2 separate regions of the Mus musculus genome follow, and region 2 is linked to region 1. A link is a contact called in public Hi-C data. All regions are on one chromosome and are shown on one strand. Each heading gives the region's core, a stretch centred on a gene start, on an enhancer-like site or on the middle of the called end of the contact. The rest is flanking DNA. Distances are from core to core; before and after follow the strand shown.

Evidence for each region. Hi-C and Micro-C count contacts between places; a contact is called where the count stands out from the background.
Region 2: a Hi-C map of bone marrow-derived macrophages shows a contact between it and region 1, with 2.0 times the contacts expected there. The contact joins the enhancer-like site here to the promoter of Gmds in region 1. A contact is called at or near these places in 7 of 39 promoter capture datasets (the 3T3-L1 cell line, 3T3-L1-derived adipocytes, the HPC-7 cell line and 4 more), 7 of 484 Hi-C or Micro-C datasets (the C2C12 cell line, bone marrow-derived macrophages, embryonic fibroblasts and 3 more), 4 of 115 datasets of contacts at active chromatin or transcription factors (the HPC-7 cell line, extraembryonic endoderm stem cells, intestinal crypt epithelium and 1 more) and 3 of 9 other capture datasets (liver, macrophages and pancreatic islet).

The regions. Positions count from the first base shown.
Region 1 is chr13:32,337,277-32,339,976 of GRCm38.p6, reverse strand. Gmds (GDP-mannose 4, 6-dehydratase) reads left to right here and starts at 1,433. Exons shown (of 11, transcript NM_146041.2): 1 at 1,433-1,595. The coding sequence starts at 1,494.
Region 2 is chr13:32,397,480-32,400,179 of GRCm38.p6, reverse strand. No RefSeq gene overlaps it. Among named protein-coding and RNA genes, the nearest start is that of Gmds, 60 kb to the right of the region's middle. Within about 2 kb of position 1,334, at least 19 of the 459 cell types and tissues checked have an H3K27ac peak or open chromatin away from gene starts, as enhancers often do. A contact at or near this core is called in 3T3-L1-derived adipocytes, the C2C12 cell line and bone marrow-derived macrophages, where this site is marked.

The DNA of each region.
Region 1 (2,700 bases), core at 184-2,683:
ATTGGTTTTATTTGTTTACTTTTGTACTATTGGGCATCAATCCCATTAGGCAAGTGCTTTACCACCAAGCCATAGCTCAGCACATCCAATACATATTTGATTTTTATGATTTTTTTCTGTTAAATTTTTTACTAGACAGATAAATTCCTAGTATTCATTAGTATGATAGAAGGTGTCAGACCTACAGAACAAATGGGACATATCTCTCCTAAGTATTCATTTTTTTCTATTTATCCTTACATTACAACATATTTACATAAAACTAAATCAATAGTTAAAGATCATCTAGATTTTAGACATTTCTTGCCTTAAGGAATATATTTCCCCAACTTCTAGGTCTCATTTTCCATATAGAATGCGCTAGAGGAAAGGTAAAAATATTAAACCAGACAAGCCTATGTATAAAGTTTGGAATGTTTCCGAGGAGTTTGGGCACTCTGGTTTTGGAACTACAGGTTTGTATCATATCTAGCAGGTTCTATTGGGCCCTGTCCTAGTAGCTCAGTTTGCAAAGGGAAAGACGGTTTGAGGATGTTTATTGGAGAGATAAGCTGGACAGTATGTGTGTACGTGTGTATGTGTGTGTGTTTCTTCCCTACACCCTTGTCCCTATGTCTGAGTCCTTTGTCAGCCTTTCTCAGTCAGTGAATCTGTCAGTGTGCATGCACTAAATAGAAACAAGTTCAAAAGACACTGCAACAACCCCACCTCATGAAATTTGTACAGGTTTTACTGACCTGTGGATTTTTGTCAATTGTTTCCTTATGCAGGATGGGGGCGGGGCCAGAAACTTCCAGCCCTCGAAGTAAATACTGTTCCTTGAACGGAATTACCGGGAACCCCCAAACTAGTCCAAACATTAGCAAACTGCTAATGTTCACAGAAGATTCACAGGTTAGAGTAGCCTTGAAACTCTAGTGCCTTCGAGAAATGTTAAAACTGACCTGCTCACAAAGACAATGAAGCAGATTTCTAGAAATTTAATAAGGTCGATGACTCCAGCCTTGGATACCTAGATTTGGATTTCAGAGCTCTTTCCTACCGAGAAGGTCAGCTCGTCATTCCTCCTGGCATCATGGGGCGATATGAGGATTCCCGGAGACCGAGGCCCATGCAGGCCATATCCTCTACTCTGACCGCAGACTTACATCCTTCCTCTTCCAGGGGCCCGGCGCCCTCAGGCCCCGCCCCCAGAGAGGCGTGGCTCAGCGCGGAGACCCCGGCAGGGGCGGAGCTGTCGGGGGCGCTGCTGACGCGTCGCTGCTTGGGCGAGTGACGCGGCGCCAGCCAGGCCTCAGCCCGGCTCGCGCCGCCCGCCCCGACTAAGCTGGCCCGCCCCTCGCTCCACGCCCGGCCTCCCGCGCGCCCTGTCAGACCGTGGCGGCCGCTGCAGCTCCGTGAAACGACTGGCGCGCGCACCCTGGTCCCTGCCGGCCCGCGGCTCGTTCCACTCCGCCTTCCTCTCGGCCGCACGCTCACCCGCCTGAGGCGACATGGCTCAAGCTCCCGCTAAGTGCCCGAGCTACCCGGGCTCCGGGGATGGCGAGATGGGCAAGCTCAGGAAGGTGGCTCTCATCACTGGCATCACCGGACAGGTGAGTGCGGGGCGGGGACGAGCGGCCTGTAGCCCGGGGGCACGTGGGCCGCCTCCCCGCGCAGGGCCGCTGTGCCACCGGGAACTGCGCTCCACGAGTCCCGGAAGGTGTGAGCGGCTGCGGGATGGGACAGCTTCAGCCCCAGCAGCATGGCTCTCTGATCCTTCTGGGGGTGTGAGCTGGTGGTGCTAAGCAACCGGACCACTCTGCTCCACCTGTCCCCTGGGTGACTGTAGTTTCTTTCCTGGAGCCCAAGTGAGCTCTTGGAAGGAATTTCGTACTTTGTAGATCCTGGTGCAGGGAAGGAAAGGGGCGAGGAATATGTCAGTATGTGGAGTCCCAAAGTGAGACCGACTTTTCTAATTCCAAAGGCATGAACTCCTTGGGTGAGGTAATTAGGCTGTGCTGTCTTGAATGTTGGGACCCCATGGCCTATGCTAGGCATGACTAATTTATGACAGTCATCTCATAGAGGTATGGCAACAGATAAGGCTAACCACTGCCTTGTCAAGTTGTGTAGAGTGAGATTCAGGGGTGTTGAAGTAATGTCCTTGTTACTTGCTGTAGGGCATCTGTTTTCTGTGTATCCCAGGACATCTGATGGTGGTCAATGCTAAAGCGAAGATGGTAAAGATGATAATAAAGCTAATATGGCCCACACCAGCATACTTACCATATCGGAGTTACTTGGTTAATACTGACTAGTTAGCTTCCATACAACAAAGTCCTTATTTCCAGTTTAAGATTGAGGAAAATGAGTTTGAATTACCTGAAGCCCAACAGGTAGGAAGTGTATTGTTGGGGTTGGAAGTGGTCTTAAAGTTCTCTCGTTTTACCAAAGAGCAGATACACAGTTCCCAGACATTAGACTATTTCAGTTACTAGCTACTGATCATTCTTTCAGTTATCATTGCATCTTGTTTAAGGTACTTTCGATAAATAAACGTTTACCAACTAGTAAGATAGAAGAGGTAGGAAAAGGGTCCAGGGTTGAGGATAAAAACGTCAAGTCAGGGACTCCTCAGGGGTGCTCTACCATAGAACTGTGCACCCCCCCCCATGTCACCTCTCTTTTCTAATGCTAGAGATCTTTCAGATGGTTCTC
Region 2 (2,700 bases), core at 85-2,584, 60 kb before region 1:
CCCTGCATCCGTGTTTATTTGCTCTATTTTTTAAAATGCTATTAAGTAAAAATTAGGTAGAGATTCATAAGGCTCAGATATATAAAAGATTATCTTTAAAATTAGTTATTTTAGGGCTGGAGAGATGGCTCAGGGGTTTTACAAGCACTGATTGGTCTTGCAGAGGTCCTGAGTTCAATTTCCAACAACCACATGGTTGCTGACAACCACCTGTAATGGGATCTGATGCCCTCTTATGGTGTGTCTGAAGACAGTGACAGTGTACTCCTATACATAAAATAAATAAATCTTTTAAAAATTTTAGTTATGTTAATCCAATTCCCTATGTAACAGTATTTACTCTTATCCCTGCTTTTACTTTTGAATTCAACCCTTGGGAGGTGTATATTTGTTCGTGTGTGTGTGTGTGTGTGTGTGTGTGTGTGTGTGTATGTGTGTGTGTGTTTTCTGTGTCAAATGTGTCTGACATGTTCCACCATTTTCATCCTCCTCACTCCAGTAGCCTGGGCAGGCCCTCAGCTCTGCAACTCACTTTCCATTTACTGCTGTCCTGACAAAATTTGAAACCATCTAAGGCCTGGACATACCTAGACATAAACTCTTTAAATAACAAGGTGTTTAAATTGTGCTTTAAGGAAAGCCTGAAACAGACTTTTCATGAATGGACACATACAGAGCCTTCACCCTGTCTTACCGAGATCTGAATCCTCCCATCCTTAACATGATAACTTCTTCCAAAGAAATATGCAGCCTGGGACTGTAAGAAGACATGGTGCTGACACCAAGACAAGGTCAGTGTACTGGCTAGTTTTGTGTCAACTTGACACAGCTGGAGTTATCACAGAGAAAGGAGCTTCAGTTGAGGAAATGCCTCCATGAGGTCCAACTATAAGGCATTTTCTCAATTAGTGATCAAGGGGGAAAGGCCCCTTGTGGGTGGGACCATCTCTGGGCTGGTAGTCTTGGGTTCTATAAGAGAGCAGGCTGAGCAAGCCAGGGGAAACAAGCCAGTAAGTAACATCCCTCTATGGCCTCTGCATCAGCTCCTGCTTCCTGACCTGCTTGAGTTCCAGTCCTGACTTCCTTTGGTGATCAACAGCAGTATGGAAGTGTAAGCTGAATAAACCCTTTCCTCCCCAACTTGCTTCTTAGTCATGATGTTTGTGCAGAAATAGAAATCCTGACTAAGACAGTCAGTTAGAGTCTGTAGGGAATCATTTTGAGAAAGCTGAAAAAAAATAGCTCTCAGAAAAGGAACAGACACTCAGAACAGCTGGGGGGAAAGGCCATTCCCAGAGCAGCAGCAGCAATAGCAGAAAGAGAAACCACAAATATCCTGCTCCTACCCCACACTCTCCTTGGCACTCGGTGCACAGCACTGGCAACTGACAGAGCAGGCACAAGACATCATTTCAAAAAGACCTCTCACTGAAGCTCAGAAGCCCAAGACCATCTGTGTACCTCATTTTTGGGAAACTCAGACAAAGTGGAATGTGGATATCTGATAAACAAAACCCTGTGAGACTGTAGAAGAGAAACTAAATTATACCTAAATAGCATTCTGCACGCCAAAAATCTGATGGACCTGAAGTACACACTGAATTTTCACACAGACTCCAAGTAGCACAGAGGACATCGGCAAGAGCTGCACAGGGGCAAAGGCAGTATGCACAGCCGGAGCCCTACAACAATTTGAAGAGGAGTGACCAGATCTAGATTTGTCTAGACTCTTCCTGAGAAGCACAGTCACTGGACTGGAAAAAAATCTGTAATCCATGTGTCCAGAGAAAGAGTTGGGGGAAAGAACAGAATTGCTACATTCAGAAGACCTCTTCAAGGGACAGAGAAGGAACACAAGAGAATCTCGCCCATTTTAAAGCCAACAAACAGGCCTGTTTGTTTTCATAGCCTATATCTCCCATGATTCCCCAACCCTCAGCCCATTTCTTTTTCCTTCTGTATCTATCCTATCCATGTTTAATGCCCAAGGTCACTTTAGCAGGTCATCTTGTCCTATTTTGCTAAACTTCCTGAAGTAGAAATTCCTGAGGATTTTTTTTTGGAGACCCAGTTGTGTCATGTGATATTTTTTGGAAGCTGTCTTATGAGAGGATATTTTGCTGTGGCAGCCCCTTGAGAGGATGTGTGATGTTTGGAAAGAGTATAAGTAGAATCCAACAGACAGTGAGCTATGCTCTTGCATTGGTTCCCCTTGCAATGCTTTGCTGGTCTTCAATGATGATGCTCTTGCATTGGTATGGTGGGCTAGAAGGGAGGTTGAAGCATTCTAGAACCCTAAATAACATGGGTTTTAAAAAATTCTAAGCCTACAACTTCCCTCCCAGGGGGAGATGTAATTAATATCTACCCCTTCTCCTAAGGTTTCAATAACAAGCCAGGGCACAATTCCACTGAAGTTCACTCTGAAGAACCAAGTGGCTTTTTGGACTCCCTTACAAGGCACAAATGAAGTGCTACGTACAGGAATGTAGATTCTACCACCACTGCACACATGCCAATGGATCCCACCTAAAAAGCCTTTACCAAATAGGGATCAGGACATATAGAGGCATAGATGTTGCCTCTAGCTTTTAGTTACCCCCAACCCCACCAATAAATTTAACCCCTCCCTAAGATTCATATAAATAAGGAAGAGTTGTGTTGCTTACAACAGGTGGTAGGTAGGAAGAGACCAGTTGC